2 separate regions of the Mus musculus genome follow, and region 2 is linked to region 1. Evidence: chromatin contacts called from public promoter capture Hi-C data. All regions are on one chromosome and are shown on one strand. The core of a region is the stretch at or near the end of the contact, and the rest is flanking DNA. Distances in the headings are between cores, read along the strand shown.

Region 1 (3,146 bases), core at 184-2,683:
CACACTGAAGCTCAGGGTCAGCCCAGAGCATTCACAGGGATACAGCTTGACTGGAAGGGGACTGACTAGGTGACTTCCTGTGTTGATACCCCTCCCCCAGCTGCCTGAGGATGGCACTGACACCAGAAAGTAGACATCTTGGCAACTGAGGGGCAGGCTGGCTGTGCCAGGGGCAGAGGGTCCCATCTGGAACTTTGCTCTATTTAGGAGAAGCAAACATAAAGGCTTCTCTTCTTTCCTTCCCCACTCTCCAGTGTCTGCTGGGACCTTGGCCTAACCATAGGATGTGGAAGTAAGGCCCACTGGGAAAGAAGACTGAGGTTGAATGGAAAGGTCTCCAATCCATGCCCCTGCCTGGGCCTAAAAGCCAGGAACAGGGAAGGCTGGTTTTGCAGAGCAGAGAAGGGCATCAGATGGGCCTTCTTTGCAGCTCCAAGGGGCTGGGCTCCAACTCAGGGAGCCTGGCTGGACACCAACCTGGGGCATATGCCAGTTCTAGCCTGGGAAAGGGCTGCTGCAGTCCTCCTGCACAGCAGAGAACTCCTCCAGAGCCAGGCAGATACAAGGATTCAACTCCCACACCCCACAGCCCATCCCGCATGGCTACAGAGCTCTTCCCCTTCCCTTCTAGGTCCCTGGGGCTGAGATGGCTAGTCCCCACGCAAACTCAGCAAAAGACCAACAAACGGTTAAAGGCTGAGGATTGGTGATGGAGACCCCTTTAGAACCAGCTAGCTTCCTTTGCCCTCTTTCAAGTGTCACCCGTTCAGACCTTGGTCTGAGAGGGGTTGGAGGTACCTAGTGTGTGCTGTCCCTTATCTTGAGCTTTGTCTAGAACCAAAGCCCTTCTCTAACGGCGTGCTCGAAATGCTGCCTGGAAATGGCGCTGGACTTGGGGCGGGGGTTCTTGCCACAGCCCGGGGAGACGGCATGAAGGGAGCAGGAAGAAAGCTCCTCTGCCGCTCTTGCAGCTCCATCGCGAAGCCGAAAGAAGGGAATTCCCACGAACTTTGCCTCCAGTGCCTTGGAGCTCCGGAAGCGTCGCTGTCACCCCGCGGACTCAGTAAAACGAAGTGCGGAATCTAGGACCGGGCCCGAGGCACAGTCCCGCGCTGGTGTGAGAGCGCAGGGCGTTCTGGCGCGCGCCTACAGTCCCAGACAGACACCCCCTAACCCCGAGGCCAGCTGCTTCCCAGCGCCGCAGTGAGCGCGAGCACCTTGAGGGCGGGCGGCTCCCGGACGTCTTGGGTAGGGACGCACAGTAGCAGGAGGCCGGCGAGGCCCACGGCAGCCAGCAGCAGGGGTGGCACCAGTGACACCAACTTTCCAGCCATGGGAGCACGCGGGAGAACACAGCAGGGACCCCGGACAGCAGGCAGCGGGAGGCCCGGTGGCCGGGGCCCCAGAGTTAGGCTCCGGGGCGGGGCTGTAACAGGCCCCGCCCACGTTAAGGCCCTCCCACCGAGGGACCTGCCCAAAGTCCGCCCTCCCTCTTTGGAAGACTCAGGTGAGTGAAGCGTGTAGGTGACTCAGCCGCACCACCACTCCTTCCGCAGGTTCTTGGCTTGGTGGCTCCACAGCTATCAGTCACGTTCTTCCTTCTTGTCCACCCAGCATAGGGAATGCCCAGCTCTGTCCTGGAAAAGGATACCCGGTGTTGGGGTTTGGCTGGTTGTCTTGCTGTGCCCTCGGAGCCAAATTTGTTTCTGGCCAGGGAAGGGCAAGCCAGACCCCTTTGCCGATATAATTAAGTTTCAACTACTGGATCGAGGCTCAGAAGGGCACAGGGGTTCAGCATCTGCTTGTGGAGCCAGCACAGGCTGCTGTGACGACTTCTCGGACTAATGATCACCGAGTGTCTCCTCACTGAAAAGGGCAAGGATGACCTGCCATCATACAACCCAAACGGAAAATTGAGGGCAGATGAGGCTCTCTGTCTCTCCGGGCCTTGACCACCCCTACTGCCCTCTTTGCCTAGGAGACAGACACAGAGACCTAAATTGAGGAGGTTACAGGGGAACAGGGGGACAAGTTACATAGGTCTCATTCTACAGAAAAAGTGTTCCAAAGCAAGCTTGCATCTTGGTCAACAAGAAGTTCCTGGACACTGGCTGGGGGTTGGGAAAGTGCTGGCTCTGACCTAACCCTCCCCCTCCTCCTGACCCAGTAAGCTAGCCGGACCAGGCACACAGACAGGACTTCTTGGCCAGCAGCCATGCCTCTTCATGCCCTTACAACATGGGAATTCCAGAAACACAAAGAATCCCATCCATGAGGCAGCAGGGAGCCATGTGGTGAGACCACCAGGGAGCAGGGCTGCCATAGCTGAAGAATAGCCTTTGCTGCTGGCATCAGGGCGATGCCTTGGCTACTGAACAGGCAAGGACAATAGGCCTGGGATTGCTGCCCTGGCTGAGGGTCTGGTGTTTCAGGCCCAGCAAAGGATTCTTTCTTCCAGCTCAGGACCCCAGAGGGGAAGAACCCTGGAGGTGACTCAATCTCCTCAAAGCCCAGCTTGTGAGACTCCAGAAGGGAATCTCTGGGTGTGGTCAGCACTGGACATGAGGCTCCAGTTTCCTGCTAGCTCTCCCATCCCATGCTCCCCCCCCCCAAGTTCTTTTGTCCGTTCCTGATAGGCCAGAAGGGGCAGAGGCACCAGAGGCCAGGAAAGGAGGGGACACTGTATGAAAAGGCTGTGGTTCTGGGGAGCTACCAGCCAGTCAGCACCCCTCTTTCAAGCCCAACAGGGCTTCCTGAAGGGCAACTGGGGACCTGAAAAGATGAGACAGAGGTGGGGCAAGACCTCTGATCCCTTCCCTGGGGAGACACTCATGGCCAAGGACCCAGATTAGCCTGCCAAGAAGGGTGGAAGGCTGAGGGCTAGGAACAGCCAGGACAAGCCAGGGCTAAAGGAGGGGCAGTGGCTTGAGTCCCTGGGCAGGGTGGGCTCCAGATGTGTTATGTGTGTGGCTTGGCTCTGGCTCAAGCAGAGGAATGTGGAAGCCTAGAGTCAGAGCCTCCCCCCCCCCTTGTCTGGGGCTTCCTGTTAGACCTGGAATCTTAGCTGCCCTGCCTCAGTTTTCTCACCATGTCAGAAGCTAAAATCTCCCGACCTCTCCCTCCTTCTCTCTCTCTCTTTCTCCCTC
Region 2 (2,955 bases), core at 302-2,801, 300 kb before region 1:
AGTAGAAAATGTAGTGCTCATTCACCGACGTCTTTTCCACATGAATAACCTTCGTGTTATGAACTGCAGATAAGCAGAAATAGCTAAGTGTCTCATAGAGACACTGAACACCTAAGACCTTGGAACACTTTGGTGGTCACCCAGGACACCCAGCAAGTCTAGTCCTGGCCTTTCTGTGGTCCCCATAGTTAGACAGGAGCCATCTCCCACAGAAGCTGCCAAGCCCAGCAATGAAGTTTGTGGAAGGTGGGAACTGAGGTTGCCCCTTAGGGCCAAGCCCCTTCCTTTCTGGCTTTCCTGTCTTTGGATCCTCATGGGTCAAGAGCTGAGCTGGATAGGGGAGCAAGAATGACTCCGCTTTTAGGACCTCTAGAACAGGAAGTGACTGATGGCCTGTCCTATGAGTTAGAGCAGGCAGGGACCCACCCTCCCCAGGGCTTGCCACTGTAGGAAACAATGAGGCACAGGGACTCACAAGCGGTGTATTTGCCAGGCTCTTCTGTTTTCTTCATCACGAATTTAAACTCACGGCAATGACCATTGTTCCTGTAAAACACAAGCCCACAGGCAGCTGCTCTCAGCAACATAACTAAGGCCTGTTTCGATCATCAGTCCTGGCCAGGTGACCCATTAAACTCTGTGTCACTCCTGTTCTACTTTTAAGGTACTACCTTGAGACTGTGTCTCTTCAAAGGTAGGAATCTCTTAGTTACCCCAACTCAAATATAATGGCTAGCAAGTGAGAGAAAAACTGCAGAGAGTTCCAGTAGGAAACACGTACCAGAATACAACTGTGGTCTCCAAGTCTCCTTCTTCCAGAGCTATTATTCTCACAGGGAAAACTATACTGGGTATCTTGTGACTGGGTAGGGTACCATTGTGTACCATGGCCTTTGCGTACCAGATCCCAGAGTACTGTAGGAGACAAAACTGTGAGCACACCCGAGCCTTCCCAGGAGTCTACCCCAGGGTCCAGCATATGAGCTAGCTCCTGAGCCCAGGGTGCAGCCACTGAGGTGAGCTAACCTCACATGTTCCAAGACGTGTGGTCAATAGAGAGATACCAGCACTTGGGTACCCAATCCCATGATGGCAGAAGTGTCTTCCCCCATCCCAGTGAATGCACTCATTGAGGTCTACACGTCAAAGAGGGCACTGGATGAATCCTCTGCCCGGAACGTCCTGCTCTAAATGTTCTAGCTCTGAGCTTTACTTGAACAAGGATCCTCCACCCAAATCTGCTCTTTCTTCTAACTCAAGTCTTCGGAGGACCCATGTTTTCAGGGAGGCCCCTATCTTCTAACAGAAGGACTCAGGAGTCCTTGATCAGACTGCTGAGATGAAGTATGGAGTCAAACTCAACCTTCAAGGTAACATCCTTCCCCTCAGCGTCAAGCAGTAGGCCAGGCCATCTCCTGCCACCACCCATTGTCCCTCCCATCCTCACATCCACCAGGTCATCTGGCGGGGCTTCCTGAGCCTTCAGGACAGCCACCAGCCCCAGCAGCAGGATGGTGAGGAGCAGGCTCTTCATCTCCAGGCACTGGGCTCTCACACAAGGCAGGTCACCTGGGCAGAGTGTCCTCTGGCTCCTCACAGGGTGCCCTTTATATCTCCCATGGACAGGGACGTGTGCCCACTTGGCACTAGCCATGTCCCTCCTGTCCATCTCTCATGGCCAAACACACATCCATCATGGAGCTGAAGGTTGTTGTTGTTGGGATCTGATGAATATCAACTCAGTGTCACCTGCAGATAAAGAAAGACACACAATGCTCTGGAAGGTCTGCGCCACCCAAGTGCTGTGCTCACAAAGGACCCTGGGGAATGAGTAACTCGGGTAGAGGGGGAGGGCCAGGCTTCCCTTCACACACCTGCCCTGCATCTGCCCATGGCTGCCCTGAGCTATGATCCCTGAGATCTGGCCTCTGATCTCCTGCTGCTGAGAACCAGGCTGAGTTTCACAACCAGAGACCATCTTCTGGGTCCCAGATGGCTTGGCCCCTGCCTGGGGACTCACCTCATTGTCCCTTCCCCGCCTGGATGCCCCATCAGGGCTTCCCTGTAAGTGGGGTCACAAAATATCATCAAGGTAGACACCCTGCCACTAGGGAATACCATGACCCCTGACCCACTTCATCCTGCAATGAGGCCAGCCGTGCTCTCTACAGAGCACTTCTTACTCTAAGATGTCTTGGGCCTTTTTCACAAACCGGCCAAGGCCCATCTACTGAACCACCAGGTAGAGTTCACTTTCCCTACATCTCACTTGTAAGTTGGCTGCATGAAGAATTCCAGCCACGCATTAGGGTCATGAGTATGTGTCCTCTAAATGAATCAGGGAAAGGGTTCACGTCTGTGACTCCTGGGGGTTCATGCCCAACAAGGGGACTTGACCTTTTGTTGCTCCCTCCTCTGAGGGCCCACTGACAGGACGTTTGCAAAGCTGGGACTGCCTTGATACATCTGAGGTCCATATATGTGTTCGTTTCTTGCCATCTTGTGCCCTGACATGGGATGGAGAGCCAGGCTCCATCACAGCCTGTCCTGAACCACCCCTGTGCTCCTGTTGAACCTCTCACCTCTGGAGTCCACAGCCTTCCTTCTCATTAGCTTTGAGCACCCACAGGCTCTCAACACAGCCAGGTCTCATTCCCTACAGACAAATGGATGCACGAGGCACCATGAGTCCACGTGCTGACCTGTGTTCTGAGTTCAGTGAAGCCTGCCCTGGCTTCTGGCCTCAGCTCACCTTCCCTCCCACTGGGAACTCTGCCTTCCACTCCAAACTCTGCAGTTCCTGGACTTAGCCACCTGCCCTGAGTCACAGAAGTCATCTCTGAAGAAGGGTTTCAGTTCCTATGGGACTGTCCACACTCCATGGCCCTGGGGACAGGTGCTAGTCCCACAATGGCATCTTTGTGCCTCTCTGGACCAAAGGTGGACAGGCTCAAA

What was found. Capture Hi-C pulls out chosen DNA fragments and counts their contacts.
Region 2: a contact with region 1 is called in a promoter capture Hi-C map of adipose tissue. The contact joins the promoter of Obp2a here to the promoter of Entpd2 in region 1. A contact is called at or near these places in 1 of 115 datasets of contacts at active chromatin or transcription factors (pancreatic cancer cells) and 2 of 9 other capture datasets (adipose tissue and pancreatic islet).

What each region holds. Positions count from the first base shown.
Region 1 is chr2:25,394,161-25,397,306 of GRCm38.p6, reverse strand. Entpd2 (ectonucleoside triphosphate diphosphohydrolase 2) reads right to left here and starts at 1,433. Exons shown (of 9, transcript NM_009849.2): 1 at 1,218-1,433. The coding sequence starts at 1,334.
Region 2 is chr2:25,698,670-25,701,624 of GRCm38.p6, reverse strand. It overlaps Obp2a (odorant binding protein 2A), which reads right to left and starts at 1,551. Exons shown (of 7, transcript NM_153558.1): 1 at 1,448-1,551; 2 at 782-915; 3 at 476-546; 4 at 1-63. The coding sequence starts at 1,534.